Regions from separate parts of the Mus musculus genome. Here region 2 is linked to region 1. A link is a contact called in public Hi-C data. All regions are on one chromosome and are shown on one strand. The core of a region is the stretch at or near the end of the contact, and the rest is flanking DNA. Distances in the headings are between cores, read along the strand shown.

What was found. Hi-C and Micro-C count contacts between places; a contact is called where the count stands out from the background.
Region 2: a contact with region 1 is called in a Hi-C map of adipose-derived mesenchymal stem cells, with 2.4 times the contacts expected there. The contact joins the promoter of Hs3st3a1 here to the enhancer-like site in region 1. A contact is called at or near these places in 8 of 39 promoter capture datasets (the 3T3-L1 cell line, embryonic stem cells, frontonasal cranial neural crest and 5 more), 5 of 484 Hi-C or Micro-C datasets (adipose-derived mesenchymal stem cells, cerebral cortex, nephron progenitors and 1 more) and 3 of 115 datasets of contacts at active chromatin or transcription factors (embryonic hindbrain, embryonic midbrain and neural progenitor cells).

The regions. Positions count from the first base shown.
Region 1 is chr11:64,178,847-64,181,546 of GRCm38.p6, forward strand. Gm12290 (predicted gene 12290) reads left to right here. Exons shown (of 3, transcript NR_166814.1): 3 at 1,528-2,700. Among named protein-coding and RNA genes, the nearest start is that of Gm12290, 16 kb to the left of the region's middle. Within about 2 kb of position 1,420, at least 8 of the 459 cell types and tissues checked have an H3K27ac peak or open chromatin away from gene starts, as enhancers often do. A contact at or near this core is called in adipose-derived mesenchymal stem cells, where this site is marked.
Region 2 is chr11:64,434,077-64,436,776 of GRCm38.p6, forward strand. Hs3st3a1 (heparan sulfate (glucosamine) 3-O-sulfotransferase 3A1) reads left to right here and starts at 1,256. Exons shown (of 2, transcript NM_178870.5): 1 at 1,256-2,550. The coding sequence starts at 1,991. It overlaps F930015N05Rik (RIKEN cDNA F930015N05 gene), which reads right to left and starts at 2,598. Exons shown (of 1, transcript NR_028445.1): 1 at 1-2,598.

The sequences.
Region 1 (2,700 bases), core at 170-2,669:
TTTCTTAATGGGCCACAGATCTATGGATATTGGTGATGCTGCGTTTGCTACTGATTGCCATTCATTTGTTTAACAAGTATTTATTGAAATCATAGTAAATAAATGGAAGGACAAACAAATTCAAATGCTGGATAATTGAAGGAACCTACAAGTAAGTTAAGTGCTGTGAGGGAAAAGACAGGTAGGACTTCAGCAGAGGGACCTTGTCACGGATAGGGAAGAAACTAAATGACTCGTAGATACTCTACATCAAAGTCTAGTGTGTCAGTACACGTAAGATTCTACCAGAAAGGAAAGGTAAGTATACCACAGCTGGATGGGGTAGCACACGCCTGTAGTCCCTTCACTTGGTAGTCCGAGCAAGGGGACTTTTAAGTTCAAGGCCAGCCTCAGCTATAAAACTCAGAGTTAAATCTAGGCTGCTACAAAACAAAAACATATGTATATAAACACACACACACACACACACACACACACACACACACACACGCACATACACACACATGCATGCATACAAAGTAGCAAGTTTGGATGTGCTAATTTTTAATAATCGAGATTATTAAATTATACATTTTCAATTAATAATTGAGAAAGGGCACAAAGAGAGAAATATTCTAGTTTGCTGATTGACATTTTTAGTGGGTGGGAGAATGAGGGTAAGAAGATGTGATCCGAGGAACAAGTGCAATGACTAATCAGAGAGACATGCTGAGAGTCCCTCCGCTCAGATGTGGGCTTTTACACAATCTTCCTGCTACCACTCTAGACTGGGGTCTATAAACTATTGCTGTTTGGCCAAATCCAGCCACTGTCAAATTTCCTTCCTGGCACATGGCTTTAGCATCCCTGGAGGATGTCTCTGTGGAAGTTGTAGAACTGATGAGTTGCATAGAGACCATCTGGCTCATTAAAGTTAAATATTTACACAGTGCATCTTCACAGACAAAATATTCTAGCTCCTGGGCTAACTCTCATCTCTTCCTTCTTCCATGTCTGGTCACACTAAGTCCAGCTTCTATAGTATGTTATTTCCAGAGAATTATGCCTTCACTCTTTGGAAGTGTGAGTTAGAGGATTTTGAGTTCAAGGTCAGCCTGAGCTATAATTAATACTCAGATTTTAGCTTGGGCTGCTTCTAAGTAAAAACCATATGTATATAAACACACACACACACACACACACATACACACACACACACACATTCCTAAGAGGAGAGCAGTGACCAGGTGTGAGCAGATATAGAGAATATTCAGCAGCATATATTCAGATCTCATGTGAACTTCCATACAAGCCTCATGGCTCTAGCAGCCATTAGCTGGATTTTGTACCTCTAGGTTCTCATGGTGATGATCTTGGCGATACTAAGTGACCCCTTGGCTTGACTGCCTTCAGCTTCCCTGAGTCATTTCCCATGCATTCCTCTAACCTTGGCCTTCTGACATTTGTGGCTCAGGAATCAGGGATGCTTCTTAGCTCTGCTCATCTGGGACTTGTGTTTATGTTTCTTCCTTTTACTGTTTACTTAAGGCAACGCTGATTATCTCAGTGTTTAGAGGGAGTTCCCACAGTCTGAAGGGAGTGAAGAATCAAGTTAAACAGCACAGAACACATTGTAAATCCTCCTGGTGAAATCTGAAGGTTTGAACACACGGGTACCGACCATTGAAAATGGATCAAAGAAGCACATGAATCTATGTGAGAAAGCATCTCAGAAGATGATATCACTTCAAAAACATGACTTCTTTTCTAGGTTTTCTGTTGCAAACCACGGAATTCATTTTAGTGCATTCAACAGATGAATACGTATGGGCTAGTCTAGACACCGAAACATAAAGGCTTGGTGGTGTGTAGCTAGGAAGGGCATCCTCAAATTTGGGAGAGTATTCAAGCACAGTGCATTCATCCTACTGTGAATTTTTGGCATTTATGATGGAAGGATTTGGGAATGTCCCCCTTTCTGCTACTCCAAGAGTTAAAAATATACTTCTCAAGAGAGTGAACTGGCCTTGTGAAGCCACTTGCCATGTTACTCTTTGCTCCAAGACCCGCTATGTGCATGTCTGTCTTCTGTCATGCCTGCCAACTGGAGTCATATACCAGCAGACATGATGAGATTGTTTTTTTGTTTGTTTGTTTGTTTTTAGATTCTGTATCAGTGGTTCTCAATCTTCCTAAGGCTGCAACCCTTTGATATAGTTCTTTACATTGTGGTGACCCCCCCTCCAACCATAAAATTATTTTCATTGCTACTTCACAACTGAAATTTTGCTACTGTAAATTCACATCATAATGCAAACCTCTGTGTTTCCTGATTGTCTTAGGTGACTCCTGGGGAAAAGGTTGTGTGACCCTTAATGGAGTCACTACCCACAGGTTGAGAACCTCTGCTCTACATTTTGAGATGTAAAACTGGGCAGGAGAGGTACTGGCTTCTGAGGGAGCCAGGCCACAGCATTTTCTATGGTGAGACAAAGGTAATGTGGTAGTGTGCCTGAGGGGAGAACGACTGGACATCATCCTATTAGAAATCCAGACAGAAGAGGGAGAAAGATACAGAAAATTCAACCAGAAAAGTGATCCGCCTGGACTCGGACTGAAATGGGTGGTTATTAGCAATGTGATCTTAGGAACAAATCCAAATACTTAAGGGCAAGAGGTTATTCCAGGTATTCTAGACGGAAATGTATTTGACTCTGCAAA
Region 2 (2,700 bases), core at 6-2,505, 260 kb after region 1:
CCTGGTACAATTCCCAGCACCCACATCTAGGCTAACAACTGTCAGGAACTCCAGTTCAAAGAGATTTAGAACTCTCCAGCTGGCACCAGGTACCCACGTGGTGCACAGACACACATGCAGGCAAAACAGCCATACACATAAAATACAAATAAATGAAAAATTGAAAACAAAACCACCACAGAGTAACAGCCAAAGAAAGCAATCAAACCTTCAACATCTCCTGAAGATTTTACTACTCACCTCCCCAGGAGCCAGCAAGGGGCAGATTTTACCTCTTTGTGACTTGCTTTGGGGGCATGGGAAGGGTATCTAGGGGTCAGGGGAAATAAGAGAAAAAGGAACCCGTTGTTTAGGGAAGGACTCTTAACTCTCAAAGAGTGAAAACACATTCACGCATGTGGGTGGTGCACATATGCAAAGTATTAAACTTTATCAACAACTGGTTATACGGATTTGGAATTGTACTTATTATTTTTTAAATATAATTTCTGTTTTGGTGTATTTATTGATCTAGTTTCTAAGGGGTTCCTTTCCAGGTCCTATGAGACTCTTCATCTTTTTAAATAAATCCAAAGGAAAAACAAGCAAGCAAGCAAACTAACAGACAGACTTGTAAGGGCCCTCAGTGGACAGGGAAGTAGAAGGCAAGTCTGTACTGAAGCTGTCTCTTTGCCCAGACAAATGGGGGCGTGGCCTGCCAAGAACTCTTGGGAACAAAACTTCAGAAGTCTCTGGGATGAGAGGGGATGGGATGGGTGGGCTGGAGAAGGGTAGGAATACAGAAGCTGGGACCAGAGGGAATCAGGAAGTGGGGATCTGGGGGTGTTAAGGCTGCTAAGGACTAAGCTGAGCTGGAGAGGTCTGAGAACCCCCAATCCGGCAAGGGGTGGACTGGCTGGGCGTTAGACTCAGGCAATCATACAGGCGCTGTCAATCTGACAGCGCCCAGAGACCTAGGGGTGGAGGAGGAGGAAGGAGGAAAGGAGAGAGGGAGTGCGAGGAAGGGGCGTCTCCTCTGTCGTCCGCGCCCTCTCCAGTGTATTGGGCGGTGCCTCGTCACCTTTTTTTTTTTTTTTTGTCCCGGTCCCACCCCTTCTGCCTCTCTAGCCCGGCCCCTGCGCCTCTGCTCTGCACCCTAGAGCGGATCCCCGCGTTGGTCTGGCCTGGGCCGTTGACGTCACCACCAAGTTTGCTGTCCTTCGCGTCCCACGTGTGGCGGTAGCGGCTGAGGAGGCTGCGGGGAGAGCCCAAGAGCACAGTGGCAGCGGTGGCTGACAGGTCCCGCACAGCGGGGCCCCTCCAAGCTGTTCCCAGCTGGGGCCCCAGAGGAGTGGGTAGACTTCCGGAGCGCTCAAGAGGCCAGAAGGCTTGAGTCCCATTCGGATAGAGGGACTAGGGGGACTTTGCTTGCTCGGTTGCTGAGACGAGCTGAGCCAGGACTCAGGGCACGCTCCTGGGCGGGCCAGGAGAGCAGAAGCTGGAAAAAGGGTCACTCGTTCTAACCGGAGCGTACACAATTCTTCGGCCCGAGAGTCCTGCGCCCGCTCCACGGGGGACTGAGCCAAGGATGTGTTATCGCTGAGCCAAGTTCCGCACCGCTCAGGACCCTGCTGAGCCGAGCACCTTCGCCACTGCCGCCGCAGAGACTCCCTTGCCGGGCGACTCTCGGAGACCCAGGGCGCGGAGCTCTGCGCAGCTAGGCTCAGGACTCGGGCGCGTTTCAGACCCAAGACCATGGTTTCTTAAGCACGGCCCCGCACCCCTTTCCTCCTCGTCGCCCGAAGCCCAGGACCCCAAGAAGGGCTCGCAGTGCTTGGTCCCTAGTTCCAGCCCCTGCTGCCGCCCAGCGGGGCAGCTCTCAGGCACGCAGGGCGGCTCAGGCGATGCGGCCGCGGGGCAGCACGCTGGCTGGCAGCGGGGATGGCGGAGCTCCCAGCACAGTCGTGGCCTAGCATGGCCCGCTCGCCGTCCGAGGTCGCCTCTGGCTAGGATGGCCCCCTCGGGTCCCACCGGCGCCCAGCCCAGCCCGGCGGAGCCACTGTCGCGCAGCATCTTCAGGAAGTTCTTGCTGATGCTCTGCTCGCTACTCACTTCCCTCTACGTCTTCTACTGCCTGGCGGAGCGCTGCCCACCCGGCTCGGGCCCCGTCGCGGGGGTCCCGGGGCGCGGCGTCCCTGCAGGACCCAGGGAACTGGCGATGTGGCCCGCGGGAGCGCCAAGGAAGCGCCTCCTGCAGCTGAGGCAACGGAGGAGGCGCGGGCGGTCGGGGCCAGGAGACAGCAGCGACCAGGAGGAGCAGAGCCCTGGGCTGGCCGCCGCACCAGGAGGCTCCGGGGCGGGAAGCAGCGTGGCCGAGGCCCAGCCGGGGACCCTGGCCTTACTTCTGGACGAGGGCAGCAAGCAGCTGCCGCAGGCCATCATCATCGGCGTGAAGAAGGGCGGCACGCGGGCGCTGCTGGAGTTCCTGCGCGTGCACCCCGACGTGCGTGCCGTGGGTGCTGAGCCCCACTTTTTTGACCGCAGCTACCACAAGGGCCTCGCCTGGTACCGGTGAGCGCGGGGACCCCCATGGGTACTTCTGAGCGCTGGCTGTGCAGAGGGGGAGACTAGGAAGGGATGGCAAAGGGGGAGCAGTAGCTGTTCCCATCTTGGGCTCCCGTTCTTCTCCCTTGGGGAGGGGCAGATGGAGAGAGGAATGGA